Linked DNA regions of Mus musculus: regions 2, 3, 4, 5, 6 and 7 are each linked to region 1. The links are chromatin contacts, called in public Hi-C, HiChIP or PLAC-seq and promoter capture Hi-C maps. All regions are on one chromosome and are shown on one strand. The core of a region is the stretch at or near the end of the contact, and the rest is flanking DNA. Distances in the headings are between cores, read along the strand shown. Region 1 holds the start of Mafb (v-maf musculoaponeurotic fibrosarcoma oncogene family, protein B (avian)). Region 2 has its middle 340 kb from the start of Gm25090. Region 3 has its middle 380 kb from the start of 4933416E03Rik. Region 4 holds the start of Chd6 (chromodomain helicase DNA binding protein 6). Region 5 has its middle 220 kb from the start of 4933416E03Rik. Region 6 has its middle 260 kb from the start of Gm25090. Region 7 has its middle 360 kb from the start of Gm25090.

The links. Promoter capture Hi-C pulls out the DNA fragments that hold promoters and counts their contacts. Hi-C and Micro-C count contacts between places; a contact is called where the count stands out from the background. HiChIP or PLAC-seq counts read pairs in DNA pulled down with a chosen protein or histone mark.
Region 2: a promoter capture Hi-C map of maxillary cranial neural crest shows a contact between it and region 1, with 15 times the contacts expected there. The contact joins the enhancer-like site here to the promoter of Mafb in region 1. A contact is called at or near these places in 10 of 39 promoter capture datasets (the 3T3-L1 cell line, cranial neural crest, embryonic stem cells and 5 more), 1 of 484 Hi-C or Micro-C datasets (uterus) and 5 of 115 datasets of contacts at active chromatin or transcription factors (SST interneurons, craniofacial prominence, embryonic forebrain and 2 more).
Region 3: a Hi-C map of uterus shows a contact between it and region 1, with 3 times the contacts expected there. The contact joins the enhancer-like site here to the promoter of Mafb in region 1. A contact is called at or near these places in 10 of 39 promoter capture datasets (the 3T3-L1 cell line, the C10 cell line, the HPC-7 cell line and 6 more), 2 of 484 Hi-C or Micro-C datasets (both in uterus), 14 of 115 datasets of contacts at active chromatin or transcription factors (astrocytes, craniofacial prominence, embryonic basal ganglia and 9 more) and 1 of 9 other capture datasets (embryonic stem cells).
Region 4: a contact with region 1 is called in a Hi-C map of rod photoreceptor, with 5 times the contacts expected there. The contact joins the promoter of Chd6 here to the promoter of Mafb in region 1. A contact is called at or near these places in 4 of 484 Hi-C or Micro-C datasets (LSK cells, embryonic stem cells and rod photoreceptor) and 1 of 115 datasets of contacts at active chromatin or transcription factors (thymic regulatory T cells).
Region 5: a contact with region 1 is called in a promoter capture Hi-C map of liver. The contact joins the enhancer-like site here to the promoter of Mafb in region 1. A contact is called at or near these places in 8 of 39 promoter capture datasets (the 3T3-L1 cell line, 3T3-L1-derived adipocytes, the C10 cell line and 4 more), 9 of 484 Hi-C or Micro-C datasets (cortical neurons, liver, myocytes and 5 more), 12 of 115 datasets of contacts at active chromatin or transcription factors (astrocytes, bone marrow-derived macrophages, embryonic forebrain and 9 more) and 1 of 9 other capture datasets (embryonic stem cells).
Region 6: a contact with region 1 is called in an H3K4me3 HiChIP or PLAC-seq map of craniofacial prominence, with 8 times the contacts expected there. The contact joins the enhancer-like site here to the promoter of Mafb in region 1. A contact is called at or near these places in 6 of 39 promoter capture datasets (the HPC-7 cell line, cranial neural crest, embryonic stem cells and 2 more), 1 of 15 datasets of contacts at CTCF or cohesin (stem cell-derived epiblast-like cells), 10 of 484 Hi-C or Micro-C datasets (cortical neurons, cranial neural crest, embryonic stem cells and 1 more), 17 of 115 datasets of contacts at active chromatin or transcription factors (SST interneurons, astrocytes, craniofacial prominence and 10 more) and 2 of 9 other capture datasets (adipose tissue and embryonic stem cells).
Region 7: an H3K4me3 HiChIP or PLAC-seq map of embryonic limb bud shows a contact between it and region 1, with 8 times the contacts expected there. The contact joins the enhancer-like site here to the promoter of Mafb in region 1. A contact is called at or near these places in 6 of 39 promoter capture datasets (the 3T3-L1 cell line, cranial neural crest, frontonasal cranial neural crest and 2 more), 7 of 115 datasets of contacts at active chromatin or transcription factors (craniofacial prominence, embryonic forebrain, embryonic limb bud and 4 more) and 1 of 9 other capture datasets (embryonic stem cells).

Annotation. Positions count from the first base shown.
Region 1 is chr2:160,364,227-160,368,324 of GRCm38.p6, forward strand. Mafb (v-maf musculoaponeurotic fibrosarcoma oncogene family, protein B (avian)) reads right to left here and starts at 2,839. Exons shown (of 1, transcript NM_010658.3): 1 at 1-2,839. The coding sequence starts at 2,450. The coding sequence ends at 1,479.
Region 2 is chr2:159,479,245-159,483,552 of GRCm38.p6, forward strand. No RefSeq gene overlaps it. Among named protein-coding and RNA genes, the nearest start is that of Gm25090, 340 kb to the left of the region's middle. Within about 2 kb of position 2,322, at least 4 of the 459 cell types and tissues checked have an H3K27ac peak or open chromatin away from gene starts, as enhancers often do.
Region 3 is chr2:159,563,890-159,568,074 of GRCm38.p6, forward strand. No RefSeq gene overlaps it. Among named protein-coding and RNA genes, the nearest start is that of 4933416E03Rik, 380 kb to the right of the region's middle. Within about 2 kb of position 2,247, at least 14 of the 459 cell types and tissues checked have an H3K27ac peak or open chromatin away from gene starts, as enhancers often do. A contact at or near this core is called in fibro-adipogenic progenitors and uterus, where this site is marked.
Region 4 is chr2:161,106,781-161,110,935 of GRCm38.p6, forward strand. Chd6 (chromodomain helicase DNA binding protein 6) reads right to left here and starts at 2,306. Exons shown (of 37, transcript NM_173368.3): 1 at 2,209-2,306.
Region 5 is chr2:159,729,805-159,734,139 of GRCm38.p6, forward strand. No RefSeq gene overlaps it. Among named protein-coding and RNA genes, the nearest start is that of 4933416E03Rik, 220 kb to the right of the region's middle. Within about 2 kb of position 2,782, at least 53 of the 459 cell types and tissues checked have an H3K27ac peak or open chromatin away from gene starts, as enhancers often do. A contact at or near this core is called in 3T3-L1-derived adipocytes, heart atrium, hepatocytes and 4 more, where this site is marked.
Region 6 is chr2:159,399,369-159,403,498 of GRCm38.p6, forward strand. No RefSeq gene overlaps it. Among named protein-coding and RNA genes, the nearest start is that of Gm25090, 260 kb to the left of the region's middle. Within about 2 kb of position 2,328, at least 3 of the 459 cell types and tissues checked have an H3K27ac peak or open chromatin away from gene starts, as enhancers often do. A contact at or near this core is called in craniofacial prominence and neural tube, where this site is marked.
Region 7 is chr2:159,499,748-159,503,977 of GRCm38.p6, forward strand. No RefSeq gene overlaps it. Among named protein-coding and RNA genes, the nearest start is that of Gm25090, 360 kb to the left of the region's middle. Within about 2 kb of position 1,489, at least 11 of the 459 cell types and tissues checked have an H3K27ac peak or open chromatin away from gene starts, as enhancers often do. A contact at or near this core is called in craniofacial prominence, embryonic limb bud and neural tube, where this site is marked.

The sequences.
Region 1 (4,098 bases), core at 1,589-4,088:
ATTAAGTCTCCCTGCTCTCCAGACAGCAGAGAAACATATAATGCACTGGTCTAAAGGACACACTTGAGAGTTGCAGCGTTAGTTGCCAATGTGTGGGTTTCTAGTACATTCTAAGAATGGCTGTTTGGCTCAATGGGAGCTCAGATCATCACACGTAGCAAGAGGTGGAAGAAATCTTTTCACCCTAAGCCCTGGGGGGAGGGAGTTTGCAGTTAGCGCTCTTCTAGAGGATTCCAAACCAGCCCTGGGTTGACTTCTTAGGACGCAAAGCCTGTCTTGTTTTCTTCGTGTGTGTGTGTGTGTGTGTGTGTGTGTGTGTGTGTGTGTGTGTGTGTGTGTGTGTGTGTAGAGGAGCAGTCGTGGGTGTGTGTATGTCAATTTGGCCCCAAGACCCAACAATAATAAAGGACACACTCCTGCACGATGTGGATCTCGGCATCTGTCTCTCCCTTAGCTTTCCCTCAACAAAACTTAAAACTGAAGTGGGAAGGACGAGGGGGGCGAAGAGATAATCCCAAGGATTCCCCGGACAAAGTTGGGCTTGGTGGGTTTTTTCTTTCTTTTATTTTTACTTACAAACAAAAATGGCATAATAATAAACCCAAACAAAGACTCAGCTTGCTGCTACCTTCTCAAGATGGTTTGGCCGGGGCGGGTAATCTACAAGCCGGCCGGCGACTGAAACTCTGCTCGCTCGCTCGCAGCCGCAGGAGTTTGGGAACTGCATCCCTTCTCACCCAAAGAAACAAGGGGGTTATGATTCATGATCAACAACATGCTAAAGTTAAACAAGAAAATGGTACAAAATAGAAATTATTACCATACATGTCCAGCATGCAGGATTAATATTTTTAATGCAGATTTTCGTATTTTTCTATATAATCGAGCAGGCATTAAAACTGATGAGATTTTTTTTTTCCTTCGCGCGCCGAAAGTCCTAACTGAGGCCCGCGTCTCCGGCTGAGAGCCAGTGTTCTCCGTACTCTGGACAGACAGATCTGTCTGTTTTTCCTTCCTTAGCTCAGCCTTGCCTCGTGCCCACGGGGACTCCAGAGTCCCTCTCCTCTCCTCTGCTCTTCCTGGGACGAACTGAGTCCTGGGCTGCAAAGCGGCGGCCCTGGCACTCACAAAGTTCTCAGAGCCAGAAGTGTCCAGACGGCCTTGGCGACTCCTTGGAATAAGCCTCGCGGCCTTCCAGCTTGGAGAAAAGTTACTCCCGGACCTCGCACCCGCCCGGGTTTCTCTAACTCTGCCCAAGTCTAAGAGGCTGCGCCGCCCTGAGCTGCCCTCTTCTTAGCCAAGGTTCTCTGCCCGCCCGTGCTCCCGCCTGACTCCCGCGACCCGCGCGTCCTTCCTCCCTCTAGCTCAAGTCAAACAGGTCAAGGCCGGGGCCATGGCAGGGACAGGGAGTCCAGGGCTAGGGGCGCAGAATAGGGAGTCTGGGCCAGGGCAAGGGCGGGGGCCGGACCCGCCAGGACTCACAGAAAGAACTCAGGAGAGGAGGGGCTGTCGCTGGTGGAGCCCGCCTCCCTGAAGCCGGAGTTGGCGAGTTTCTCGCACTTGACCTTGTAGGCGTCTCTCTCGCGGGCCAGCCGGGACACCTCCTGCTTAAGCTGCTCCACCTGCTGAATGAGCTGCGTCTTCTCGTTCTCCAGGTGATGTTTCTGCTGGACGCGTTTATACCTGCACGACTGGGCGTAGCCCCGGTTCTTCAGGGTCCGCCGCTTCTGCTTCAGGCGGATCACCTCGTCCTTGGTGAAGCCCCGCAGGTGGCGGTTCAGCTCACGCACCGACATGGACACCAGCTGGTCATCAGAGAAGCGGTCCTCCACACTACCGTTGCCGCCCGCAGCCGTCGCCGCGGCTGTTGCGTGCGGTCCCGGCCCCGGGTGGCTAGTGGGTAGCTGTTGCGCGGGACTGGCAGCGCTGGACGGCGGGGGCGACGCTTGGTGATGATGGTGATGGTGCGGGTGAGCGTGCTGGCCCAGGTCATCGTGAGTCACACCTGCTCCTGGGTACCCGTGGTGCGGATGAGGGTGGTGGTGGTGGTGATGGTGGTGCGCACTACGGAAGCCGTCGAAGCTCTGCAGCGGCTGGGGCACTGGGTGCGAACCGATGAGCGCCTCCACCGCGTCCTCGGGCGTCAGGTTGAGTGCCTCGGGGTTCATCTGCTGGTAGTTGCTCGCCATCCAGTACAGGTCCTCGAGATGGGTCTTCGGTTCAGTCGGACTGAAGCTGGGAGAAGAAGGCACGGAGCTGCACGGAGTGCTGAGCGGGGTGGACGACACCGAGCCAGCAGGCTGCAGGCGTGTGCATGGCCGGCCCGGACGCTCCGCGCGCCCCAGGGGCTCCTTCTTCACGTCGAACTTGAGAAGGTCGAAGTCGTTGACGTACTCCATGGCCAGCGGGCTGGTGGGCAGCTCTTGCCCCATGCTCAGCTCCGCGGCCATCGCTAAAAGCGAGGCTCAGCCGCCGCTGCCGCGGGGAAAACTTTGCGGCCGGCCGGGACGCGCCGAGCCAAACGCGGGGGCGAAGAGCGGCAAGCCGGGGAGGCGGGGAGCCGAGGGCGCAGCGGGCCGGGGCCGCCGGCCAAGCCTTTGTCTGGGGACGCGGCGGCGCGCCGGAGAGTCCTCCCGAGGCTGCCTGAGCTGCCCCGGAGCTTGGGGCTGCGAGCGCGCCGGGAACGAGTCAGGTCGAGCCGGGGCAGGGTAGAGAAGCCGGCGAGGTGCGCGCAGGGGCAGAGGGGAGGCGCGGGGCAAGCGCCCGCCGCTCGCTCTCCGACTCTTTGGCTCTAGGGCTTTCTTGCTTGCAGCCGCTCGCAGCCCGGCGGTGCAGCTGTGCAGGAGCTGGCGCCGCCGCCGCCTTTTATCGCTTCCTGATGTCACTGGAGCGCGGGGGCCCAAGCGGCCCGGCGTGTTGGCCAATGGCTGCACGGCCCCCGCGGCCCAGCGACGCTGGGCGGGGCGTGCCTGACAGCTCCCCCGCCCCCCCGCGTCAGCTGACTGGAGACCGGAGGAGCCCCGAAGCCGTTGAGGCCTGGAGGAGGGCTGGAGCCGAGTGGGACGGACCGCCTGGTCCCAACCCCCAACACCCTCTGAGTCGAGGTTCCCGCACGCTTGCCTTCAGTGCGCGCCCCACTTCTGGACCAAGCCGCCGTTCCCACCCCGCTGTCTGCACTCACGCCTCCCTACATACTCTTTACACTCCCACCCTCGGCCCGTGTCACCCCCAAGTAGGCTCAGAATAAGCGCCCGGGATGTCGCTTCCCTGGCCCTTTGTTCCCAAGCGGCCCCCGCCCAGTGGGCGACGCTCCGTGTGTCCTCGGCGCCGCGGGCCGAGTGAATGTGTGTGGTGCGTGCCTGTGTTTCGGTAGCTCTGTCTGCGCTAATGTATGCGGTGGGGGAGGGCGGGGTTGGGGCTCCAAGAGTTCTGTTCAGATCTAACTCTTAACCTCTAGGAAGGTTCCTCGGGCCAAGAGACGCTGTTCCTCTCTTAGCCGGTTCAGTGATTGAGCTCAGAAGACAGAGCTCCAGTGGTCTCGCAGCTCCGTGCATTCGCCACCCCCCCACACACACCCCCAAACGCTCCCAAAGAAGATAAACAAACAAACAGAGTTGGCCCAAAGGCTCTGAATACCTTTCACTTGCCAGTCGTGTGGAAACCTTACAACTCCGAGGCTCAGAGCCGAGACCAACACCGGTCTGTGCACTCAGTGGCTCTGGGATGCTGGGGAACCCGGCCCTGTTTTTGTCTGAACGTTTTGTAAGGATTAAGCTGATCCAAGCTTCTGACGGCTGCAAGGAGATTCAAACAGGCATAAAGTGCGACCCCAAGTGGCCACGGTGCGCAACGGCGCCCTGAACCGGTTTGTTCTTTGCGGGAGGGAAGGCTTGGATGGCGTCTCGGACCCGTGCAGGTCCAGCTAACTGATCCGGCCAAGCCAGGCCTGAACGCAGGCTGTGTGCGGCCTGAAAGCCAGGGCAGACTCCTCTGGAACTATGCACAGGCCCTCCGACCCCATCTTTGGACTCAACCACTAACCCTCTCTGCTCACCTTTTCTGAAATTCCATATGCAAGCCTTCCAGGTGTGCTTGTGG
Region 2 (4,308 bases), core at 1,072-3,571, 890 kb before region 1:
TTAACATTTGCTAAGAGAAATTTTACCAGATATTCTTAACATAAGTACAAATTGATAATATTAGTGATGAAGGGATCAGAAAGAAAGTCCAGGAAGTAGCAAATGCGGTCTTGATCATGTCAATGTGTTCCTGATTGTACGGTTGCAAACTCATAAAGCTGTATACATCAAATATGTGTAATTGCTTACATCTATGCCAGTTGTGCAGTAAAACTGTTTTCTAAAAGGTTAAGAGGTAAAAATGAATGAGCATATAAATGAATACATTGTAACATTTTATATGTTACAAAATAACATTGTTATATTGCTTTAATTTTGACTTTATTAAAATATATTAAAAATGTAGAAATCAAAGAGAACCCAGTAACAGTGGTTTATTAAGGCTATGTGTGCTATGTCTTGATGGTCATGTCTGAAAAGGGAAATCCTACATTAATAATACAGCCAGGTTCAGCGACACAGACCTTGGTTAGATTTAAAGAATAATCCGGAAAAGGTAACAACCCGAATGAAACTCGATTTCCCATCAATCCATAACGGAGGAGACAGTTCATTAGGATGTGGGGATTCACTTTATTATGATGATTTTAAGACTTCTCATGGTAAAACACTAAGGACCAATACTTAGCAGGATATAACTATTACATAGACAAAAGTTGATAAATATCTTGGATGTTTCCTTGTGAATAAATTGTCAAAACAGAAAATGTATCTTCTAGCCAAATTCTTGCTCCCATACCCTGACTTTCTGGTTCACCATTCCAGGGAATTTTAAAAGAAACTCACTGGCAAAAGGAAAGGCCACGCCGAGAATCTTTCCTGGACTTTGTCAATTTTCATAGCAACCTGCATTTTGGAAGTCAATTTGAATTTACCACTTGATTTATTAAGATACATAGATTTTGGCGTGGGAAGACTTTTTCCAGATTTTTCTTTCTTTCTTTCTTTCTTTCTTTCTTTTTTAAATCATGTGATCAGTTTAGAAGATTTCAAGGGGAAGCTGATGTTTGCCAGAGTTCCATCAGAGTTAGTAAAATTAAAACTCTGTGGGCCTGGGGATGTGGCTTAGTGCACAGTGCTTGTCCAGCACATATAAGCCCTGGGTTTGAGGCTCAACACTTCAACTTCTCTGCTCCCGAAAAAAAAAATTACATGTTGTTGCCAGGTGAGGTGGCACACACTTGCAACATCAGCCCTTGGAAAGCTGAGACAGGAGGATTGAAAGTTTGAGGATAGCCCTGGGATTCTATCCACAGAAGAACAAAACAAAAGAATAAAAACAAGGCAAAACTAATAAACAAACCAGCTTTCACAGACCATCTTCCCCAATGATGATTGCCCCTAGGCAAGACAATGTTGGCCTTTGCCCAGGGGGGATGATCAGACTGGGATGGGAAGTGTGTCCAGGTTGGCACAGGGAAGGAATAACCAGGCCCATTTCTGGAAGAGCACAGTCAGTATAATCATTACCCCAAGGAGTAAAGCCCGTTCATGTCTCGCCCAAGACTGATCTGTATGGAATCTTATTTCATGGTGGACGCAGCGATACTAGGTCTTCGTTTTAACAGACTTTTTGTTTTGTCAATACCAGGTTCAACAAAAGGCTCTATTTGTACTGTGCTCAGGTTGTTTAGCAAGGACAAGCCTTGTGGAGGGATGGGATAGGCTACGCGGCATCAGTGACTTTCCTAGGATATCAAGGAGTCATGACATTAACCGGTTCAGGAAGACAGGTGAGCAGTTAGGCCTTAGAAGTAGATGGGAGTTTGAGGTAAAGGAAAACATGGGTAAGAATTTTCCTTCACAACCGTGTATGTGCACAATTCTATATAAAATAGTAGCTTCCCAGTAAACAGGAAGTTATCGGAGTCCTTCTTAGCTGGGTATCCATTGTCCCAGTATTTGATATGTCTGAGGATGTTAGTGGATACCAACAACTGTACTAAGGAAGAACTGAACAAGCAGAATTGTATACCTCTTCCTGTAGCAACATGACCTAAGGTAGAGATATCATCTCCTTGACAGCCTAGTTTATAAGTTAGCCCAAGGCTAATGGTCTCTGCCAACAACCATTGACCTCTACGCCCAAGGCTTTTTTGACACTGGGAGCCTAAGTTCTGCCATCTATACTCACCGCTCTTCACTGTTAACTTATCTGATGGGGCTGTTCTCTTGCAAAGCTGTGTTATTCTTGTAATGCAAAGTGACAGGGAAAATAAAAACACCCAGCTGAGAAAAAGCCACAACGTTAATGTGAAACACAAACTTTCTGTTCATCTGAATCTTAGTTTATTTTAAAACAGAACCATAACGGCTCAGATCCTGGTGACTGGGAGGGGCTGTTGCTACAGCTGCCCTGTTCTCAGATCCTTCCCCAGCATGCCTTCTGGTCTTAATCCTTAGCACTTTTCCCAGGAGCCAAGGTGGTATGATGTGGGTTTGCCCTCCCTGAATATGGCTTGAAGACCAAGGGAAGAGCAAATTCTTCAATTTACAGTAGATCAGTGCGAAACGAATGTCACAGTGTCCTCCCCACCAACCCTGAAGTCCCTCGGACTGCATAAAAGCTTGGCCAGAGTTCTGCAGGAGCTTTGTTCTGGATGAATATGGCTTTTGTGTTTCATCTGAACCAAGTTTGGGGTCTGATCCCAAACTCTCACAGCTGGCACGGAGCAACATCTGGTTGGCATCTTCTATATCCTGTGTTTCCTGGTGTTTGCCTGCATTTTTGGGAATTAGCTCAGCTTTCTTATTTTTCTGAATGTTTTCTGAACAGTATTAGCCATATAAGAATGTTTGCCATATAAAGCCCCAGGGAGAACCCTGCTATGTAGGCTGTTTCCTGTCCTCATTCCACCCCAAAACTGGAAAAACAAGAGCCCAAGGAGGAAAATAGAAAGAAACAGTCCAAATAATAGAAGAAAAGCAGGAATGCTCCCAGATGACAGGGCTTAATGAATCATGGGAGGTAAACAATGTCAAATTATACCTCTCTAAGAAGACAGTTCAAGAAAGTGTCCACCAGGTTAAAGATTGGTGACTTGCATTCAGTGGGGCATGATAATGGTCAACTTGAGAAGTTCATGGGATTGAAACAGAAACACTGACTGCTAAGTGGCTTTGGCATTGATTAGTATTTTGCAACCAAGGTCCACAAAACAATCTCTCCCAGAGAACACTCACAAAGTGTGTCTGCCCAAAGATGTAGCCTCAGTTATATTTTATATATGTTTAAGGAAAGTATTCCATTTGTTTTACTTCATTTTTAAGACAAACTGCTTACTTGAACTATATGTAAATGAAGTTTAAGTAGGTGCGGACGAGTGAGATACTGAATGCATAGCAGGAACTGTGTGGTAGGAATGTACAGACTGACAAGGGAGTAGAAGTCAGGATCTAAAGCCAGGTAGGTGAACCAAGAGACCACATGCCAAGAAATGGTGTCATCTGACGATTTCTAGTCCCTGAGAGCTAAGGCTCAGCTAATGTAAGAATCGAGGAGAAAGCTCCTTCCACCAACGGAAGCATGATCACAAATGCCTTAGCCATGGATGTTGAAATGTTGCGTGCTGCGGGAGGAGTTAGGATGGATCATAGAAAGCAGAAAAGATCCCTAGCAGGATACACTGGGCCTAATTAGGCACACATCTGAATTCTTCTAGGAGAATGTGTCTTTGAAGCTCTCTGTGGATGTCTTGCCCCAGAGAAAGGCCAATGCCAAGAACCTGGTAAGTTACCCTGCATTCGTCTGAACCTGTTATGCCAGGGAAGAAGGACAAAGCCAGATTACAACAAGCCAGGAATCTGATACCCAGGCAGACAACGAGGATCCAATGAAAAGCCACAGAGATGTTGCAGAAAGCCATACAGATGTGGTCTAGGTGAAGGAAAAAGGTATGGGGTGAGGGGATGGATCAGATAGTAAGTGGGACAGTAACTAAACATAACTGCCCAATCTTTTCTCTGAGTTTGTCCCTTAGGTTAGATCAGAATACTCAACACCAGATTGTATTATTATGGATCCACACACCACATTCAGTAGCATGTGTAGCTTTTGAAAGTAAATTTGTCTGTGTAAAAAGATCATATGTCCAAAAACTTTAAGAAATACATTGTAATTAGAAGAAAGAATACCCTTTCACATCTACACTGTGAATCGCACCTCACATAAGTAAATGCTTTTCATATTTTGGGATATGCATTCTACTGTGTGTATGTGGGGGGCAGGTGTGTATGTGTGCATGTGCATGTGTGTGTGTGTAAATGTGCACTCCTGTAAATCAATTCGAAGCATAACAATGAGGTAAG
Region 3 (4,185 bases), core at 997-3,496, 800 kb before region 1:
GCCATGAGTGAAGACCTTTCAGTGTGGATGCTTTAGGGATACTCAAGTTCCTATAACCAACTCCCAATCCATGTTGTATAAGCTGAGTAAGCTCATTGGTTCTCCTGCAGTGAACTTTGGTGGAACCATACTTTGTTTTGTCTTTAGGTCCTTCTTGGGGATAGATGTTGTGTGTGTAGGGAAGAAAATATAATAGCAAACTGATCTCTCTGTCTCTCTCTGTCTCTCTTTGTCTCTCCCTCTTTCCTTATATCCCCCCTCCCTCTTTCTGGGTGTGTGTTTCTTATGACATAACAATATCATAGCATGTTAATGGATTGGGAATATGTGTAAGTGTTCAGATGGAGTGACTAGTGAATAAAGGCATTCTTACATCAACATAAAACAACTTATTTTACTTTATAATCCCAATCTTCAATGTAAACTTGCTTACCTTAATTTTCATGTCTTCTAAAACAGAAACACCTAAATAGTGAGTCTCTTTCCTTTGAAAAGCTTTATCTCCTATGCTCTTAAATACTTTCCTACTAACAGAGCTGAGTCTATGTATTGTCTATCATCTGCATGCATTTTTCTGTGTGTGTATCTGTAACACTCACTTACTCCATTCTAATACACTTGAATCCAGATTGAACATATCACATCTCTTCATGTATTTTCTTTTTTAAAAAATATTTTTATTAGGTATTTTTCTCATTTACATTTCCAATGCTATCCTAAAAGTCCCCCATTAACACCCCCCCCCACTCTCCTACCCACCCACTCCCACTTTTTGGCTCTGGTGTTCCCCTGTACTGGGGCATATAAAGTTTGCAAGTCCAATGGGCCTCTCTTTCTATTGATGGCCGACTAGGCCATCTTTTGATACACATGCAGCTAGAGTCAAGAGCTCAGGGGTACTGATTAGTTCATAATGTTGTTCCACCTATAAGGTTGCAGATCCCTTTAGCTCCTTGGGTGCTTTCTCTAGCTCCTCCATTGGGGGCCCTGTGATCCATCCAATAGCTGACTGTGAGCATCCACTTCTGTGTTTGCTAGGCCCCTCTTCATGTATTTTCATTGTGTGTGTATATATATGTGTGATCATGCATGTGTGGGTGATCATGAATGTGCATGTCTGTGTGGAGGCCAAAGACAACCTCAGATACCATTCATTCCTCAGGTGTTTTTGGGACTTTACAACTGTGCTTTCTTTCCAGTCTTCCGTACCTTGGTTAGACTATCACAGTCCATTGGTCAAGGTGCAAGATTCACATCTGCACTTCAGTTCTTATTCAGATCTCACTAGTTTTGACACAACGTTCAAGGATGAGGTCTGCGATCTAGCCAAGGATCATAAATCTAAGCATGCTCCTCTAATCCACATCCCTTTGTTCTCCTCAGGTCTGGAGCAGAGCTCTTCCCTTCTTTCTCTTTGGTAATCTTGACACAGTTGAGAAGTAGCGGCCAGCTATTTAGCAGAATGTTTCTTAATTTGGGTTTGTCTGGATTTTTTCTCATAATTAGGTTCAGACTTGCTACTCTTGGCAGGCAGACCACAGAAGGATGCTGTGTCCTGCTCAGTGGGTCGCAACATGAGGCACATGGTGTTGATTTATCCCATTTCTCTCCTGTGATGTTAGCTTTAATTGCTGCATCCAATTGGTGTCTGCCAGGCTTCTGCACTATGAAGTAACTATTTTCCCTTTTGCAGTTAACGTTAGGGAGATGCTTTCAGACCACGCATATGTCTTGTTTGTGTCTGTACTTTCACCTACCCCTTTCCACATCCATTGATGACCCTTGCCTAAAACAATTCTCTGTGGTTGCCAGTGGCTGGAGTTTTCATTCCATCTCGCGCTCTCTATTTATTAGCTGGAATTCTGATGTATCTTTTCCATCGATGTCCTCATTGTCTAAGCCAGTCTTGTTCAAAGAAGACATCACTTGGGAGTTAGTGTTTCACTTAGTTACTTACTTAGTGTGATCATTAAGACATTAGACACAAGGACATTGTTCTAAAGAAGAGAACATACAGACATCCCAGAATGTGCTGTTCAGTAAACAGTAAGTGGAGCGCAATTTAAATAGATCCTTAAAAATTAGCACAGGGAAAGACGTTGTGCAAAAGTCATCAGAATTCAGAAAGTGTGGCCCAAATCCCTTTCATAAACAGGGCAAAAGCTTTTGCATCAAGTCTTCCACAACCTCCCGCCCTCATCTCCAGTGAGAGGGTGTCAGCTCCCAGCAACTGAGAGCTGACTCACAGCTGCCTCCACCCTTTGCTTCTGGGTCAGCAACTCTCCCAGATCAAACTTCATGTCACCATGGCATAGGTGAAGATGGGTGGACCTTTTTACTCTCTGCCTTTCTTCACATCCCGCAGTGTTTCCTTCTTACAACCCATAGGCAGAGGAGGCGATCTTCATGTTGATTTTCTTTCCCTTTGGCTCTCAGAATGGGATGTGCTGTCAACTGTAGACATATGTGTTAGGATTACAAGAGGAGTTAGACAAAGCACCACATCAACGCACTCATAATGCCACAGGGTCCTGCCGACACCTCCTTCTTCATCCTTCCCCTCTGTTCTCCCCATCCTGGGGTAGTGTTTCCTTGTCCTCAGCTCGACCCTAGCTGCTGCTCATCAGTTTCCCCCGTGACTCAGCCAAACCCTGCCAGGCCTTCCTTCACCTTCACTCTCCTGGGGTTTTGCATCTGGGCAAGTGGCTGTCTTTCGGCCAGCCTCTGATCCTTCTTCCTGGAACCCTCTGCTGCCACATCTGTCAGCTTGAGGTCTCTGACCCCATCTGGCTTCTTTCCTGGGCCATTGGCCCTCTCCCAAGGACAGCCAGAACTCCTGAGTTAACAAGCTGGAGTCACACTGTTTCCCTGTCTATTCTGAATTAATAGTGGGAAAAGAAACGGTCTTCCTTTTGGCTCTCCGATGGAAATTAGAACCTCTCAAAAGCAATTCCCATTAAGAAAGGAAGATAAAACAGATACCAAAAGAGTAAGAAACATTGTTTAAATGACCCAACTTTCATATTAAAGTTAATTTTGTGCATGCTTTATTAAGTGATCTAAATAACAGTACTATGTCTTACAGGCTACCCTTGGCAGGTGGCATCTGTTAGGGAGTTTTGAATCTCTTCTGCTCTTATCTTATGAGTAAGAGAGCATTGTATTATGACACTACAGTGGTGTAGTCTATGCCTAGACTGTTCACAGACGGCTTTCTTAGAATCACATGTTTTGCATAAGGTAGGTGGTGCAATAAATATGCACTTGACCTACCTTCCCTCAGACAATTCAGAATAACCTTGGTAACTCCTCAATTGTCTGGTAGTTTAGGCATAAGAGCTCTAGCTTCTAAACTGAAAAAACAGAAAATAAAGTATATCCCAGAGGATTACTCTCCAACAGCATTAGAAGTTTACATCTGTTAAAGTAATATGGTGGGGTTGAATCTTGATTGGTAGAACAGTTGCCTAGCCTCAGTAAGGCTCTGAGTCCAATCCCTAATGCCTCAGAAACAAACTAAATAAGCTGTACATGTTAGAGCTCAACAGATATAAGATTGCTTCTATTTTGCTGGATTATAAGTTAGTGGAAGAACATTTATTTAATATGCACCAGGCCCATGGTTCAATGCCTAGTACCATAAGCAAACAGATGAAACAAAATCCCCAGAGGTCTGTGCTTGCAAGGGCAAAGTTGGTAGTGTTTATCCAGCATGTTTCTTCTTACTTTGTTAGAAGGACTCAGGGTATCTTATATATCATTGTATATGAAATTTTAGAGTTTGAGATACTGAAAGGTTGAGGAAATATAGGATAGACAAATAGGAGAAAGAAAGTAGGTGTGGGGGTAAGCTGGCCAACAATGTAATCAATTTCCCTGAAAGAAATAAAACCTTTCATTACTGTCTGGTTTCCATAATCGAGCATATTTTCTCTTATTTCCAAACAAGTCGCTGGAGTTATGGATTAGAACTACTAACATTAAGACTTTACAAACATGCTTCAATGGTCATAGTTCTTCTCTAAGATAGGATGTTGTAATGAGAGCTAAATGAAAAGAAAGAGATCACAGGTAGCTCTTTGAAGGTTTATGTTTTTCCTTCTTTGGTCTTAACATTTTACAGTAAACAGAATTTTAACAGTGGCCTCTAAGTTTCCACACTAGAATGCCTATAAGCCAAGAAAT
Region 4 (4,155 bases), core at 1,056-3,555, 740 kb after region 1:
AACTGCAACATCGGAGACCACAAAACCAATGTCATTTCACCAAGACAGACTACATACACACACAAAAAAAAAACCACTTCAAACTACTTACTATAAGCAGAGATTCCCAAACAACAGAGTGAGGGTAGGGATATGTACAGGTTAGCTTTTTGTGTGTGCTTGGGTAAGTGCGCCTGTGCACATGGAGGCCAAATGTCAAATGTTTCTTCCTCAATCTTACTACCACATTTTTTGAGACAAGGTCTCTCACTCTAGAGTTTGCCAATTCAGCTAGGTTGGCTGGCTGGCCCACAAGCCCCAGAGATGACAGGAGTTAGCCATAATGCCTGATTTTTTAATGTGGATGCTAGAGATACAAACTTGAGTCTTAATGCTAACATGGCAAACACTTTACCACACAGGCCATCTTCCTAGTCTTTGGGTTAGTTTAAATACAAAACATTAATAATCCATCTATGAAATCTTGGGACAGAAGGAACTCCAAATTAAGTCACACCGCTTCACATTTTCCCAGGCCCTTGGTTAAAGGGATGGATACACCCCTTATGTGAAACCACCTGCTCTGGTTGGCATAAACCAGGCTACATGACAACTCATGCCTAATCATTTTATCATACACACATCTCAAATCCTTCTGTTGCCAGAGAACCACAAAGTTCACAAAAAACTCTCTCAGAGGCTGCCAACCTGATCTTCCAACTTGGCTTCCAACTAAACTACTGTGCTACCCACAGTGAATGAGACAGACCCGCTCACTCCCTTACAATAAGTCAAGCACTCAGAGCTCTGAAAGAAAGCATGGTGTCTGTCCAGACTTTTCCAAAAGCACCATAAGCAGATCCCCATGGAGTATGCCAATATGAGGGCCTACTGGCATGGTATTCTTATATACCATTTGGGAAATAATCAAATCCTAGGCAAAATATTTCAGACACTCTTGAAAACTGTCAATATTTAAAATATCTATTTTCTCTGTTCATGGATCTGTTACAGCAGAAATGAACAGTTTCTTGAGGGGTGGCAAAAAAGGCACAAACAAGCCCCGGAGAAAGATGCTCAGAGATGCCAGAGACTCTCTAGAAACCTTGGCCAGATTACTAATGGTCTATAAAGCCTAATTTGGAGAACACGGGCCTACGAGCTCAAAATTGAATTATACTGCCTTATTAGATCCCACACTCGTGAAACCACAGTCATATTAGTCATAACTGAAACTAGGAATACTCTATGTACACAAATATAAAGTGCATGCTTATGCATTTTTAATTGGATCAAATAAAACTGAAGCTGCAAACAAACTCACATTTCAATTATCTCACTAGTGCGGGGATTTCCTAATAACCTCGTTTTAAAACCCAAGGAGCTGCCAACCCCTCTCCACATCTGACAGGCATGGTCCCTGGAAATTTTAGGAAGGACATTCCTCCGTTACTTCTCAACAGAGAAGAGAAATAAATACCCTGAAGGAAACAGATTTTTTTCTTTTTTTTTTTTTCATATTCCCTCTCTCTAATTTCTTTGCAAGCTCTAACATGCAATCTAATAACGCACCAAACTTGGCAGCGGGGTAGCTTGGTGGCTTGGAGTCTTGAGGGCTCAAATTTTCGGGGGCGAGTGCGCGTTAGTGCGTGAGGAGCCGGCCGGAGGGGCGCGCGACCCGGGGACGCGCCGGGGCCCCCGCCCCCTCCCGGAGCAGCAGCCTGGCACCGGCCCACCCTCCTCCACCCCTGCAAACAGACGCAGGACGCGGAGCGGAGCAACTTCTCCGCGGGGGCGGTAGCGGCTGGCGGGCGCGGGGGTGGCCCTCACGCGCCGTGGGCCGCCGGGGTCCCCTGGGAAGCCTTGGCAGGCCCCGCCCCGCCGCAAAGGCCCGCGCTTGGGGTCTGAAGCAGGACCCCAAGCCTGGGCGCGTGGCCCCGCAGTGGCGCTCTCCCAAGGACGGAGGGCGGGCGGCCAGAGCGCGCGGCAGCCGGGAGGGGCGGACGCCAAACCCCTCGCCTCAGGCCTCGGGGCCCTCGGCCTGGCCGAACGCCCGCGGCCGCGCTCGGACCCCTGCCCGGCCGGGCCTCGCGCCGCCGCGGCCCCTCAGCCCCGCTCCATTCATAGGGCAGCCCCATCCCGGCCAGCGGGGCGGAGACAGGGTCCCCGCGGGCAAGCCCAGCTTGTCGGGGCCAGGCAGGAAAATAAAAAGTTAAGAGAAGAACTTACCTAAAATGGCTCCTGCAGCAGCCAAAATACAAACAGCTATTATTTGGTGAAGTTTAGCTCAGACACCCTGCAAGGACACCCTAACCCAGCTTGGGCCCGCCTTCCCTGCCGCGCTATTGGGTTTCGCCTGCCCAAAACACAGGTTCATTGGTCGTGTGGGCTGCCGATCAGACAGAAGCCCGTTTCAAGCTTGCTTGCAGGAGCGAGTGATGGGCTTGCTCCATTGTGCTCGTATTTGCATGGATGTGATCGCAGCGGTGATTGGTCGATGTCGGAGCCGCTCCGCCTCCCAGCCTAGATCTCCCCGCCTTGCAGACAGCGCAGCTCCCGGCCCGCCCCCCCGGAATGAAGCGGCCGGGCCGCGGGGGCGGGGCGGGGCTGGGGTCCCGCAGGCGGAGGGGGCGGGGCGGGGTGCTGCGCTCTGTTTTGCAAGCAGGGGGCGAGGACCTGGGCGCTGGCCCGCGGCTGGGGCTCAACCTGCAGGTGGAGGTCTCGCAGGTAGTGGGCAAGCAAGCTGGAAAACCCGGGATTGGCTCTCCGGAGGTGGGAGAAGATGTACTGGGGTCCCACGACGTGAGCGCCCCGCCGGCGCCCAGATCCTGCAACGCGCACTCGAGGAGAGGTGAAGGTCCCAACGGACAGGAAAAAGAAGATGCTGAGAGGCCGAGGGAAGCGAGGAGCCGGGTCGTCAGTCTCCAGCTGCTTATACTGCAGATCCGCCTGGCTCCCTAGCATACTAGGAACGTCTTCCCAGGGCCCTGCACACCCCGGGAGTTTTCCAGCCCTGAGGATCCTGCAGCGCATTGGATATGCTTCAGTAACATCAGGAGTGGAACCATGGTGTGTTTATTTTCGGGCCTATCTCCACTACCATCCTTGTAGCATCCTCAAGGACAGGGCCTAGCATATGACAGAGATTCAACCAATTGTTGTCTTCCGTAATTCGTTTTTTAGCAGCTAATTTTTAAGTGCCCACTAAATACCTGACATTGATCTGAGACGGAGGATGTAGCGGTCAATAGGACAAAGCCCTTGCACTCACCGAACAGGCAAAGGAAAAGCAATAAATAAAATAAATAAATGAACACAGAGGCAGGTAGTGATAAATGCCATAAAGAAAACAGATGGCGGGAGGAAGGACATCAGACCAGAGATGGGGGAGGAACAATTAGGGCAAGGAGGAATTTAGAGCCTATCCTGCCTAGCTAAATATTCCTCATAGCATCCTCCCTACTCTGGGACCTGGTGATCACTTTTCCTCTTCACTCCTGCCTGTCCCATCTGGAGTGTTTCCCCAGTGAATACTTAAATAAAAGAAGAAGAAAAAAAAGTCCAAAACTGGCTGGACTCTGACTTTAAAAGCTCACTTTATCTTAATTAAAGCAGGAATGATCTGAGTCTGATGACTCCAAGAGCAGTTTGTCAGAATTGTTTAGGATGAGGGTGGTATGAGTGTGTCAAGGGTAATCACAATGTTAACAGAGCCTTCCTGTACTCCCTAAGAGAATATGTTTAGCTTCTTAGAAGTCCTGGTTGTCTTATGTCTTTCAGCCAATGGCCCTAATTCTCTTCTGGGTCCTGCTTCTTGTACTAGCTAGTTTTATGCCAACTTGACACAAACTAGAGTCATCAGAGGAGGGAGCCTTGATCAGACTATAGGTAAGCCAGTAGGGCATATTTTTAAATGATTCATGGGGGAGGGCCCAGCCCATTGTGGGCAGTGCCACTCCTAGGCTGGTGGTCCTGGGATCTATAAGAAAACAAGCTGACCAAGTCATAAGGAGCAAGCTAGTAAGCAGCACCCGTCCATGGCCTCTCTATCAGCCCCTGCCTTCTGATTCCTACCCCTTGTGAGTTCCTGCCCTCTCTGCTTTTGGTGAGAAGTGTTACATGGGGCTGTGAGAAACAAAACCCTTTCCTCCTCAAGTTGCTTTTGATCATGGTGTT
Region 5 (4,335 bases), core at 1,532-4,031, 630 kb before region 1:
CCACTCTCTGCATGAACAGCTATGGAAAGCTTCATCCTGCACCATCTCAGGTTCATGATCATTTCTGTCTGAGATAAGACAACAGGAAGGATGCCTTGGCACTGACTTGGAAGCTCCCTGACATGCATTGGTCAGACACAGGCTCTCGGAATTACGAGGGACGTGAATCCTGCAGGTGGTTGACAAATGTCTATTACAGCACTCATTCATCAGGAATATTTCACAGTTTATGCCTGTAGACTGTACCCTCAGGCAACATAGTATACTTTGCTTCAGGCAGATAACTTTTTTCATTGTATGCATTTAAACATAGCCCCCCCCCCCCCCCACACACACACACACACATACACCTTCATGGAACTAATATACTAGATCACAGGATGCAATCCAAAGCAGTTTAATTCCCCCCTAAGCCCACATTCGCCCGTATCTGAGCACCTATCCAGGCCCTTCCCCCATACACTGGGTTAACTTTTAGGAAGACCACAGCATTTATCTCTTCTCTTTGAGATAAACAAAGTTAACTCTGCCTGCTGGAACTGCCTGTAATCGTCTCTGGTTGGTGATGACTGTGTCCTCGGAGGGCAATGATCATAGCCTTGACCCTCTGCTCTCATCTGACTCTGCAGCAGGTTGGAAATACACAGAAGCGGGACACAAACCTGATCTTCTTACTAACACCATCCGCCCTCTGCCATGTCCTGTATTAACTTCCCAGTCTCTTGCTTACACAGGAGAAAGATGACAGCCCAAAGGCTTGGAAATGCCGTATCTGACTGGCACCTGTGCACACTGGGTTTCCTTGGCCTCGGACAGATTTTTACAATTCATTTTGCCTCTGACGGGTTATTCTTATGGGGATTCTACCTGAGCCCCTTGGCACAAAGGATCTATTTCCCAACTGGTCTTATGAGAGAAAACCTTTGGCTTCTTTAAATGTGAACGGTTTGTTTATTTGTTTTCACCATCCTCTAACTTCAGGTTTGCAAGACTATCCGTGTTTTTCATTACAAACACAGCTTTATTAGAGGTTAGCTCTCTTGACACCAGTGCAATCATTATGTGCCTTTATAGGCTAATGTGACTGTGACAGGAGTTTCTTATGCTTATTAGGACTTCATATTTATGAAAATTGCACTTATTAGCATTGTCTCTAGATCTGGTTATTTAATATGTTAAGGATTTTTGAAATATTTTGATAACCATGCTTAATGGGAATTGCTTGTTTTGCGATTCCCATGAATGAAATTTATGCATTAAAATCAGCAATCTGAGGACTGGTGATCACTGCATTTTGTTGAGTTTGCACTCTACCTTAAATCATCTCTGCTCTTGTCCTATGTTCCTCCCTAGCAGCTTTGCAAGCAAAATACCCTTAAGGGATGAAGGTCACTACTCTTTCTCCAGCTCATATGGCTGACGTCTCCATGGGGAGCATGTAGTATGACCAGGGCTTGGAAACCATGCAAGAATTCCCTGGCCACAATTCCTACTTGGTTTGCTGTGGAGGTCTGCTAGCCTGCTGGGGCACACTAGAAGAGCATCTTCTCTGTGTATGTGTTAAGGTGCTCTCAATGTAATTGGTGAATAACATGCTCTGAGCTCTCCCTAAGCTCCCAGCCAATGCCTTTGGCTTTCCAGCCTCCTGCCAGGGCTCCAGACCTCCCACTATTTGGGAACCTAAGAGTAAATACTTGGCAAAGCAGAACACTGCAGGAGCTGACTCCAGTTGCATAGTTGATTTCAGTTCTCATTTGTCAGTGCTTGGGCCTCACTGGTTGCTGGAACCCTTTGGCATATCCACTCTGTTCACAGAATCCAAAGGAAGAAGTGAAGCTCTCCTGATGGGTCTTTCCAAGCTGCCACTAGGTGGGGAACAAAGGGACATATGTCCTACTCCTTCTTCTCAAAGAGCAGAAATATTCTGGTATATTTCCCTAAACATATCACATTTTAGTTAATCACAGTGCTCCAATCTTAGACTTTTCAGGTAGCCTTTGGTACACATCTGTATGGCTCATACTACACATATATTCATTGAAGTTATTTCAGGCAACATGTGATCTCACACACACACACATACACACATCTATGATGGGATCCATAGAAGAATATTGAACTATAGGGGCTTTAGATTCGGTGTTGGCCTTTGGAGATATGTGTAGAGGGACCATGAAACTGGGAGGCAGAGAAAACTAACAACGTAAGGCCTCCAATCTAAAGACAGAGTCCACTAATCCTGAGTTGCACTTCTGGCACGGGACGGTGGCCCTCCCACTTCTCAACCGGGGGATTCTTTGCTACCTGCCTGCCCACCCAAGGGCCCAGCCTCAGAATAACCCTCAGCCCTCATCTGATCTGTTACCAAAGAGACAGAAATAAGGAGGCTTGAATGCAGCACACACACTGATTTCCTGGGTAGCCAGTTTGTGTCTTTCATGTCTCAGTGCTATTTTGAGGGAAAAACAAAAACAAACAGACGAATTTACTGAACAGGAGGAAAGGGCTGCTTCATTTGTTGCTAATGGGTGCTCTAGGCTTTGTGGGTTTGCCTCTTGGAGGGCAGGCAGTTGTCTCCCAGCCAGAGTCCTCCTGACTCTGGCATTTAACAGGGTCTGCCTTCAGTGTCTTAGCCAGGGTTTCCTTTGAGAGTAAACAGCCCCTTACTACTTACTGCCTTTTACACCACCAAGAAAATGAGATTACTCTGAGAGGAGACAGCAGCTCCAGGCTGCTGTCGAAAGGGCGCTCTGACTGTTTGTTTGGCTGAAAGGCACCACACAGCACAGCTCAGGCTTGTTTAAAATTAGCTTCCCCCATAAATCACTTGCACAATGAAGTGAAGTGCCTGCCTCTGCCCTCTGACATATTTGTGTCTCTGTTTATTTTTAATGATGACATGGCTCTTTCTGTCTCCAGTTGGCTCTGTATCTTCCACATTCCCAAACACTAAAATCAGTGCCAAATGAGCAAAATCTAAGAAACGGCAGGGAAAAAGGATTTCCTTTGCTTGAAACGCAGAAGATGGTGGAGAACCTGAGTAAGGCCCTTTCTGCCTTAACCAGATTATAATGCCCTAAAAAGGTTTCTATGGGGAAGACAAGGGAATGATGACAGTGACAACATTAAACATGTAGATACAACAGTCATACACAAAAAATGAAATATTTTTAGAAAGAAAAATAAATGCAAACAAATATAAACATAGATGATAGATAGATAGATAGATAGATAGATAGATAGATAGATAGATAGATAGATAGATAGAGGATGGATGGATAGATAGATAGGTAGGTAGATAGTCAAATATGTGATCCTCTGAAGAGCATAAGAGGTTAGTGGAGGGACACAGTGAATATGTAGTTCATTAGCAAAACCTTTCAACTTTGATATCCATATGGTTTTTTTTTTTCTTTTACAAGTAGTGTGATCAGAGTTTCTGCCCTAAAGCCTTGGGAGAACTAGAGGCCTGCTACTTCTAAATGAGTATACAATCTCATAGTTGTCTCCAATCCAAATTTTATTTTAAAAATCTATTTATATAGAGCTAACTTCAATAATTTATAATGGGAAAGACACGATATTTGACCCAGCGATAAGTCCAAAATATAGAATATTCTTAGAGACAGGGCAATTTTATTAGACATGTCACCACCTTTCCAACTTAAAAACTCTATCTGCTAGGAAAAGCTCCCAGAACAACTTTCCCACCCATCGCACAGAACACAAAGAAAGAGAAGCAAAGTAGCCACCAGGACTAAAACTCACGCAGGAGGCCAGAGTCAAGAGTCAGGGGTGTCAAGGAGATGATAGCCAACTTGGGTGGACCCGCCATTTATTATTACAAATAGGTAATTTACTCAAAAACTCTGATTGGAAGTGAAAAGTGTTCTGCGAGGGTTCTTTCTTGTGAGTGCAGTCTCTGTGAGGCAAGGATGATATTCATTTTCTTATTGCAATTTTTGGTAGTAGCATCATTGGGAAACCACCTGTAGATCTAGGAAGGAGAGGTATTCGCTCACTAGGTCACAGTACCCCGTAGCATACGGCAAGGGTGCAAACATAAAATTGCAGTATCGCTGGACCGCAGGGATGATGCCCTGAGTTTCTCTCGCCTGAGCATTGACTTCAGAGATTCAGCTATCCCTGCACTGCTCTGATAGTGCTCTGCTTAAGGAGAGCTGGTTAGAGCTTAGGCACTGCTCTAGAAGAAGCACAGTTCATTGTCTTCTCAGGAAAGAAAGTCAACTCCTCCCATGGAGAAGGGTGCGAAGATTAAATCGTAACCACATATATAAGGAGAGCCAAGTGAAAGTGATTCTCATAAATCAAGAT
Region 6 (4,130 bases), core at 1,078-3,577, 970 kb before region 1:
ATAACTTACTAGCCCTCTCTGCCCCCTGGGCTTAATGGGCATCAAAGTGAAACAAATCCATAAAACCTTTCCCTAAGCTGGCGGGGGAGTTCAGTGATTCACTCTCCTTCCTCTCTTGCTGCAGAGCAGCTGAGCTGAGCTGACAGAGGCACAAAGGTAGAAACCTTTCAGGGATTCAATCCTTGGGCTCTTTCTGTTCTCTGTTGTCCAATGAGAACCAAGACCCCCAAACTCAACGAGGCTTTGATGACAAGTGTCATTTGAACAATGACACCTTGTTGACAGTCTTGGCTGCCTTTGTGGTGGCCATGCAATCTGGGACCAGTGCCATGCTCTCCAGGTACGGTGACAACTGCACACAGCAGGAGACACTAATTCATACCCACAGGGACTACCCATTGTATATAGCAGGCTGAGGAACCCTCAATAGGTGACTTTGGTCTAACTGATACTTTCTCGGGACTATGCTACAGTCTATATTTCTGTCTCATGCCTTCCCTGCCTTCTCCGGTACCCCCTTTTCTCTTCCCGCAGACATTCTTTCCCTTTGAAACAGATTGTTGTAAATCTGATCCCCACTTCTCAGAGAACCCAAATGAAACAGAGTGGTACCAGTCTGTCCGATGGGGACTCGAGGAATATCTCATTCATTTCCCACGTGTCCCAGAGGATATCTTCCTGAATGGCATGAGGGACAGAGGTAATAAGCTTGTTGTCTCTTCATGAGAGAGATGCCCTTCTGTTGAACAGCATCATGCCCTGGCAGAGAGGGAAAACACTTGCAGTATATAAGTAGCACACTTGAAAAGCATCCATGGCACGATACCTAAAATTTACAAATAGACAAGAAATAAAAAGAAGTACAAATAGAAACTGTGTCTTGAGCCTGAAACATTTGGCTAATTTTCTAGGCAAGTGATAACAAAATACCGTAGACTGGGTGCCGTAGACAGCAGAAATTTCAGAGTGCCAGAGACCATACTTCTGAGCTTGCCTTCTTGCTGTGTCCCCTCATGGCTTTTCCTCTGTTTACATGTTCCAGTGTATCTCTATGCTCAGATTTCTTCTAACAAAGCCACACGTATATTGGAATTTGCCCTAAAGGCCTTATCTTAGTTTACTCTTTTAAAACCTTATTTCTAATATGATTCTGTTCTGAGAAGCTGGGAGTTAGAACATAGGCATTTGGAGGGACTACAGGTTAGGCCATAACAGTTATTCAACAATATATTTGGTAGTATGAGTAGTATCTCAAGGGGGGGGGGGATCTAATTCTGAAGTTAAAAATCAAGGCCATGGCTGTAGACCAGGAGCCTGAGAGGAAAGAAATGGAAGGTCACACGAGGAAGTTTGGGGCAAAGCAGAAGGGTGGATTTTTAAAATCACTCTTCAGTTCATCTCCCCCATAAAGTACAAACCATGGGGTAGGCACTGCACAACCAAGCAGACTCCACTTCCCAGCTAGTGGACATCAGGCAGCTTCCATGGGGAGCCACCACAGACATAACAAGATGAACACTGGCAAAAAAGTGCCTGCCCTGCAGAATAAGAAGCTCCCATGCACAACACAGCATGAGCTCCAACTTACATAAGCCAGTCTGGGTGCTGACAACAGTGACCAACAAGGAGCCCCCCAGTATTACACTGTTTTCTGGGGAAAACATCCAGCCATTTGTTAGCAGGTGGCTTCGTGTGGCCCTTCTTGTGCTTGGCAGTTACACAAGCAGCAGTCCTGTTTAGGAGTGACATGCTATGAGATTTCCTCTTTGGTTGCAGGACCTCCCCCGTTATGCTGAATGGGTTTATGGAATACCCGATCCATAGACGTAGAACTTCACACATCATCACGCCCACAGTTGGTCATGAAGAGACTCACTTCTCTTCCAAGGAATGGGGTTGGAGTGAACTGTCATCCTTATAGGTTTCTGGCACGAACAACATTGTCTTTAAGCTCCTAAGTCTAAACTGTTTGTTTCTTAACCTGCTTTTATTTATTTATTTATTTATTTATTTATTTATTTATTTACCTTTGGCCCTTTGCAGTGGCCAGCTCTGTGGCACAGTTAGAAAGCACTCTGCACTTTCCCAAGCCTCCTGTCTCTCAACCCTTTCATTAGGACTCTCGTGTCAGCACACGCTTCTTGGAGGACTAGAGTGAATACAAACCATGTCCCTGCTGTATGTGTCCCAAGTTTCCAGGATCCAGGGGCTGCTGAATCTTGACCTCTGCCCTTTTCTTACCCAGAGTGACCCTCCTTACAAGGTTAGCTGTGACTATGCCAGATGTAACAGCAGAGCTGAATGCCCCCTTTCTTTAGAGAGCAAGCAATAAGATAACAACAGGGCTCGGATCACCTGATGGCTTACTAAGTTCCCCTATTCCTTCTGACATGCCTGCTATGGTTAAACTTTTGGCCCAGGGGAGATTAAAACATGTACTAATGGACACATTCAACTTATTTCTAAAAACTGGATTTTGTGATAGTAGCAGTTAGAGTCTTAGACATTAATCCTCCGTGACATCATATTTCAGGCTTCGGTAATGCGTTCCAAATGTTACGGGTCTTGAGTTTCAATGAGGCCTGAGCAGATAGTTTCCTTTCTAGGAAAACCAGAATACTAACGTGTCTCATTGCTACATTTTCTGTATTTTAAAGATGTTTCACTTAAGGAAAATAAACACCCAGTGGTATTAAGCATCAATCAACAGAGTCCTGAAACACGTGTAGTTGCCTTATTTGCTGGGCCGACAAGCTGTCAATTAATTTGAGTCAAGCTAACCTCAAATGTTTGAGGGTTTCCAAAGAACAGTGTTTTGCCCAATTCACTATAGGAAATGACTCCCGAGTCCCTTATGTTGCTTTCTAAACATAGAGCTGTCTACAGACAGTAGCAAAATAAACACACAATAAACCCTTTTCTTTACATATTCCTGAAAACACACTCTATCAAATTTACAATTCCTGTGCCACACTCTTTATTTTCTCTCTTTTTTGCCTTGCACATTCTAGGTGCTTGCTCTAACTCTTTTGGCCACTGAGGTGTGTCCCATGTACCTTTGTGGCTCTTGAGGTCTCCAAAGAATTGATTCTTGAGACCAGAGGGTGCTTTTATTCTTGTGATTCTGGTGTCACAAACAAGACAGGGCAGGGACAAAGCAGTCATTTCTGGTGTGTGTGTGTGTGTGTGTGTGTGTGTGTGTGTGTGTGTAGTGTGCATGTGTGTGCACCTGTGTGGATATATGTATATGTGTGTGTGTCTATATGTGTGGTGTGCATATGTGTATTGTGTGTATATATGTATGTATATTTGTGTGTGTTGGAGTGAGTATGGGTGTGTGCTGTGTATGTATGTGTGTTGTGTGTGTGTGTTCTCTCATATATGTTTGTATAGGGATATCTACCAATTGTAGACTCTAGTTTATTTTAAAAGAAGGGGATACATGGGATGAAAGGAATCTTTATGCTCTCCTCATTCGTGCACAAAGTAGACCATTTTAAAATGCCTTTTTCATTCTTAGTATCTTTGTCTTTGCCATCTACACTACTGAGGTTTCTACACACAGGGCAGCCTGGCAGGTGAATGACTTGGGGGTGTGTGTGTGTGTGTGATTTTTTTTTTTTGTTTAAAACGGAAGAGTACACTTCTTTCTTCATGTTTGAAGCAAATGAGTAGGCTGCAATTCTACTGAGGCAGTTAGTTTCAGTGACGGGGCCCTGGCTGTCTCTTACATGTGCCTGCCTCTTGCAGAAAGATTATGTTGTAGTGTGTATGGACAGTAGAGCTTGGCCATTGTTATCTGTGGGAATCTTGCAGAGAGGGAAGAAAATGGATTTAGAGGGACTCATAAGACAGGCTCCGAGCTTTTGAGGCTTCCAACAGTTCTATCGCTCTCAAGCTAAGGCCTAGTGTTCAGAAAAGCACGGTGCCGGCTTCCCTGTATTTCTCTGTCATGTTGTCTTTTGATCAAAATAATGCTAGAAGGTCACTCCCTTGATCTGGTTAGCATCAAGATAAGGTCAGGCATTAATTAATGTTGAATTACCAAAGAATTCCTATGGAAATGCATATGACATCTACATTATAGCCATAATTAGCTAATTAACCAATCAATTATAATGATTAATGTG
Region 7 (4,230 bases), core at 239-2,738, 870 kb before region 1:
AATATGCACATACTCAAAATTGCTTGGTAAAATGATTGTAATTCAGTCAACAAACAATTTAATACTAACTGTAAAAAGCAACTATATGATTAATTTGTAATATAATTTCAAACATGCACTCATTAGTTCAGGTTGATTATCATGCAACGAGTCACAGTATCATAGTTGAGTAGGCTTTCTGTCAAAGAGTGATATAATTGGTTATAAAGATGATTGAATGAGGAGTAGCTCGAAGAACCTTCAAAGCTGTCACTAGTTCAGCAGATACTGGAAGATTCTTCTGTCTATGACAAATTGTAATTCTGCTAAAGACGTAGTTTCGATTTAGTGATCTTAAAGAAATCTAATGATATCAAGACAATAGTATCTCTGAGCTTAGCACTGTGTGCGTGTACTCTGGCACTCACCTAGAGCTCTGGAGTAGACTGTACAAAAGCAGCAGAAGTGGGTGGGACTCCTTCATTGCTCTAGTTTGACCCAGAGTTGACAGTGGAATTGTGAGGAGGGGTCAAAGGGGTAAGCCCTGCTAACCTGGGTCACATGGAAAATGCTGACATCTTGGAGTGAGTCTGCATGCACTGTGAGGTCAGCACCCAACTGCCCTCTGGATGCAATGGAGGCTGTGTGTCAATAGCCTAATGACTCCCAGTTGTACGGGGAAATCAGTAAGAATAGTGTGTACCATCTCTCATGTCCAATCATGGCTGTGATAAGGGCGTCATTAAGGTAAAGAGCCACATTCAGCAAAAGTCCCTACCAGATACTTTAAAAAAATCATCATATGGTTTCTAATCCATCATAGGTTCAGGAATGTTCCACAATGTCACGTCTGTGGAAGATGATGATGCTTAGTGATCAGAATATTTTAGAGACTGCCTGTGCTCCAGAAGTTATTATAGGTGAATAGTATCAGTACGTCAAGCCTGGTTTACACGTTGCCAATAGAGATCCTGCATATTCTTCACTTACCTTCCTCCAATTACAGTGGCATTGGCCACCAGAGTAAAGCGTTTAAATAGAAGCTTACCATGATTTCATTTGTTAACAGCTGACTACAAAATTTCCCACCTCTCAGGAGGCTTTACGCGCATGCATGTGTGTGTGTGTGTATGTGTGTGTGTGTGTGTGTGTGTGTGTGTGTGTACGTGTAAGTATGCATATGTGCAAGAACATGCTGTGCTTGTGCGTACATGTATGGTTTACCTATTTGGAAAGAGTACTTTTCCTTGGATCCCCGTGCCAAGGCCATGGAGTTTTCAGTCCTTGCTCCACAGAGGTGGAGCTAGATGTGAAGCACACATTCTTTCTATTTAAGAATATTCATCCCATATGGAGAAGTGGACCACATTTATTAATCACTCCAGAAAGCATGTAATTTCATTAGATCAAGCCCTGTTTCTAGGCATTGACTCACAGGAGGGAACAGCTTCCCAGCGACCCAGAGCCCCTACGACATGCTCTGTGGAGTACTCACTTTGGGGCCAGCTGCTCTAGTGCACAGCTGGAATCCCAAGCAGCAATGGGTAATGGTACGCCAAGGGCCATAGAGCTGTCACAGCCCAAGCAGGGTTATTTGTGGCTTCCAAAAAGGGGCTGTAACCTTTTATGATATCCACAAATCTCAGCCTTCAAGAGACAAGGAGAAAATGCAATCATGCTGTTTGACCTGGCCAGTTCTCCCCCCCCCCCCCGCCCCCCAATGCCAGTCTGTTCCCCGTATCTGCACAGCCATCCCAGGAAAGGAAAGAAAAATAAATAAATAAAAAGGATACTACCTTAAAACCAGCCGAAATGGCTGGACATCTTTTCTGATCCAGCGAGAGGAAGTTTAAGAAAGTTGTTGGCAGGTAAAAACTTACAAATGAGAACCACTGAACCCTCTGAGTTATTTACTAGGGGCTCAGAGTGTTTTACTTTTGAGTTAGGGTGTCCTAAATGGCAGCTGTAACATAAGCATAGTTATGGCTACATCTGCCATTCTTGTCACTCACGAGGCTTGCCAGTGAGCACTTCAGTGCTTAGTAGGACACTTGGAGAAGTGTTTTCCTTTGTCACTTTGACGTGCATGCAGTCTGTTCATTTCCTTTATTCTGGAAACTTCTTTGATATACTCATATTTTTACTTTCTTATTTCTTTCACCATGGGACCACATAAGCAAAAATGGTTACAAGAGTGGGCTCTCGAATCAGACACTTAACCATAATAGCTCTAGCACTTACTAGTTATGTGACCTTGGTATTAAGGTACTGTGGCCACTTGATTTTGTCCCTCTAAATTTGTGTAGTAGAGTTCTAAATCTTCAGCAAATCATAATGTGATCTTATTTGGAAGGAGAATTTTTACCTGGGTAGCCAAGTCAAAATGAGGTTAGTGGGTTGAGCAGTTATGCAATGGGACTGAGGTATTTGTTAAAGGGAAAATACTAGAGATGGACACAGATAGGACATCCTCTTTCCAGAAGACAGGGGTATCATGATGCTTCCACAAGTCAAAGAAAACTACAGAGAAGGCAAACCACTGGGTACAAGTGCAGAGGCCAAGAAGAGCCTCCAGATGGGATTTGCTCTTCTGAGACACCCAGCACCGTATCTATCCTCCATTCTCAGCTTGGTCAGCACATCCTGCCAAACCTAGTGAGTATGCCCTCTCACCCTCAACCTGCTTACCCTCGTTCTTAGTGCTCCTGCAAAACCTAGTGAGTATGCCCTCTCACCCTCAACCTGCTTGCCCTCGTTCTTAGTGCTCCTGCCAAACCTAGTGAGTATGCCCTCTCACCCTCAACCTGCTTGCCCTCGTTCTTAGTGCTCCTGCCAAACTTAGTGAGTATGCCCTCTCACCCTCAAACTGCTTGCCCTCGTTCTTAGTGCTCCTGCAAAACCTAGTGAGTATGCCCTCTCACCCTCAACCTGCTTGCCCTCGTTCTTAGTGCTCCTGCCAAACCTAGTGAGTATGCCCTCTCACCCTCAAACTGCTTGCCCTCGTTCTTAGTGTGGACAGTCCCCACACTTAGTGACTGGCTTATAAGAATAAGATTCCTAAGTAGGAATCCCACCTGTGCCTTCCCAACCTACAGGTGTGTAAACCCAGCCTTCAGTATCCATATCAGACACATAACCAACAGAAAAAGACCATATGCCCAAGCCTCATCCCCCCAATCTACCAGTCCTGTAGAAGAAATGCTCTCCCATGAAAATTACCTCCATAAAACCCAGGACAGACTTTAAAAGATTAGCTATAGCCAGGAGTGGTGGCATATACCTTTAATGCTAGCACCTGATAGGCAGAGGCAGGTAGATCTCCATAAGTTCAAAGCTAGCCTGGTCTACAGAGCTAGTTCCAGGACAACTAGGGCTACATAAAGAAGCCCTGTCTAGAAAAGCAAAGCAAAATAAAATATAACAACAAACAAACAAACAATTAACTACAAGCACCATCAAAGAATTAAAGATGTTTATAGAATACACAAACATCTCAATGGGCTCAAAGAGAATAAATTCCTGAGTGATAGTCCAGAAAACCCAAACATGAGGCTGAATGAAATAAACTCAAAACCATGAGAAAATAAATCACTGTTCTTTAATACAACTGTATTAAACTCGGGACTTGTTTGTGCTCTGATACATAAAAGTCTTCATAAATCATCACACTTAGCATCACAACTCTATAGATTTCAATTTTTATATTCCTAACATGTAAAATGATGATTTTAACCATGGTTCTTGACCACGGGTAAACAGCAGCGGCTGTGCTTAGGACCTTGTAACAAATGTGAATTAGACACAGCCTGGATCAAAAACCCTGGTGTTGGGGTTCAGAAACCTGTGTGCCAATAACCTTTCCAGACAATGCTCATGCAATCCCTCATTCTGTGATAGGCCAGAGCACTACAGAATAAAGATACCATGTGTCAAGCTCTCGTCATGGAACTTGATGATAAATGATAAATATGGTAAACTACCATGATGCACTTTCTGGTGTCTGTTGAACACCTAATGTCTTCCAGTCGGTGTCTGTCTTCTAAGTTAACCCTGTGGGTTTTAACTATTGCCTACATAATTAGAGGGGTAGTGCATATGATGTTGGAGCTTGTGTCAGGCTATGAGACTGATCAGAGGTTCAAGAAAATGTTTCATGCTTTGCTTTCAGTCTGGTGCTGATCATCAGGCCAAATTGCTGTACAGATATATCTGAGATTTGTGAAGGGCAGAGACCTTCTTGACTATGAGAGC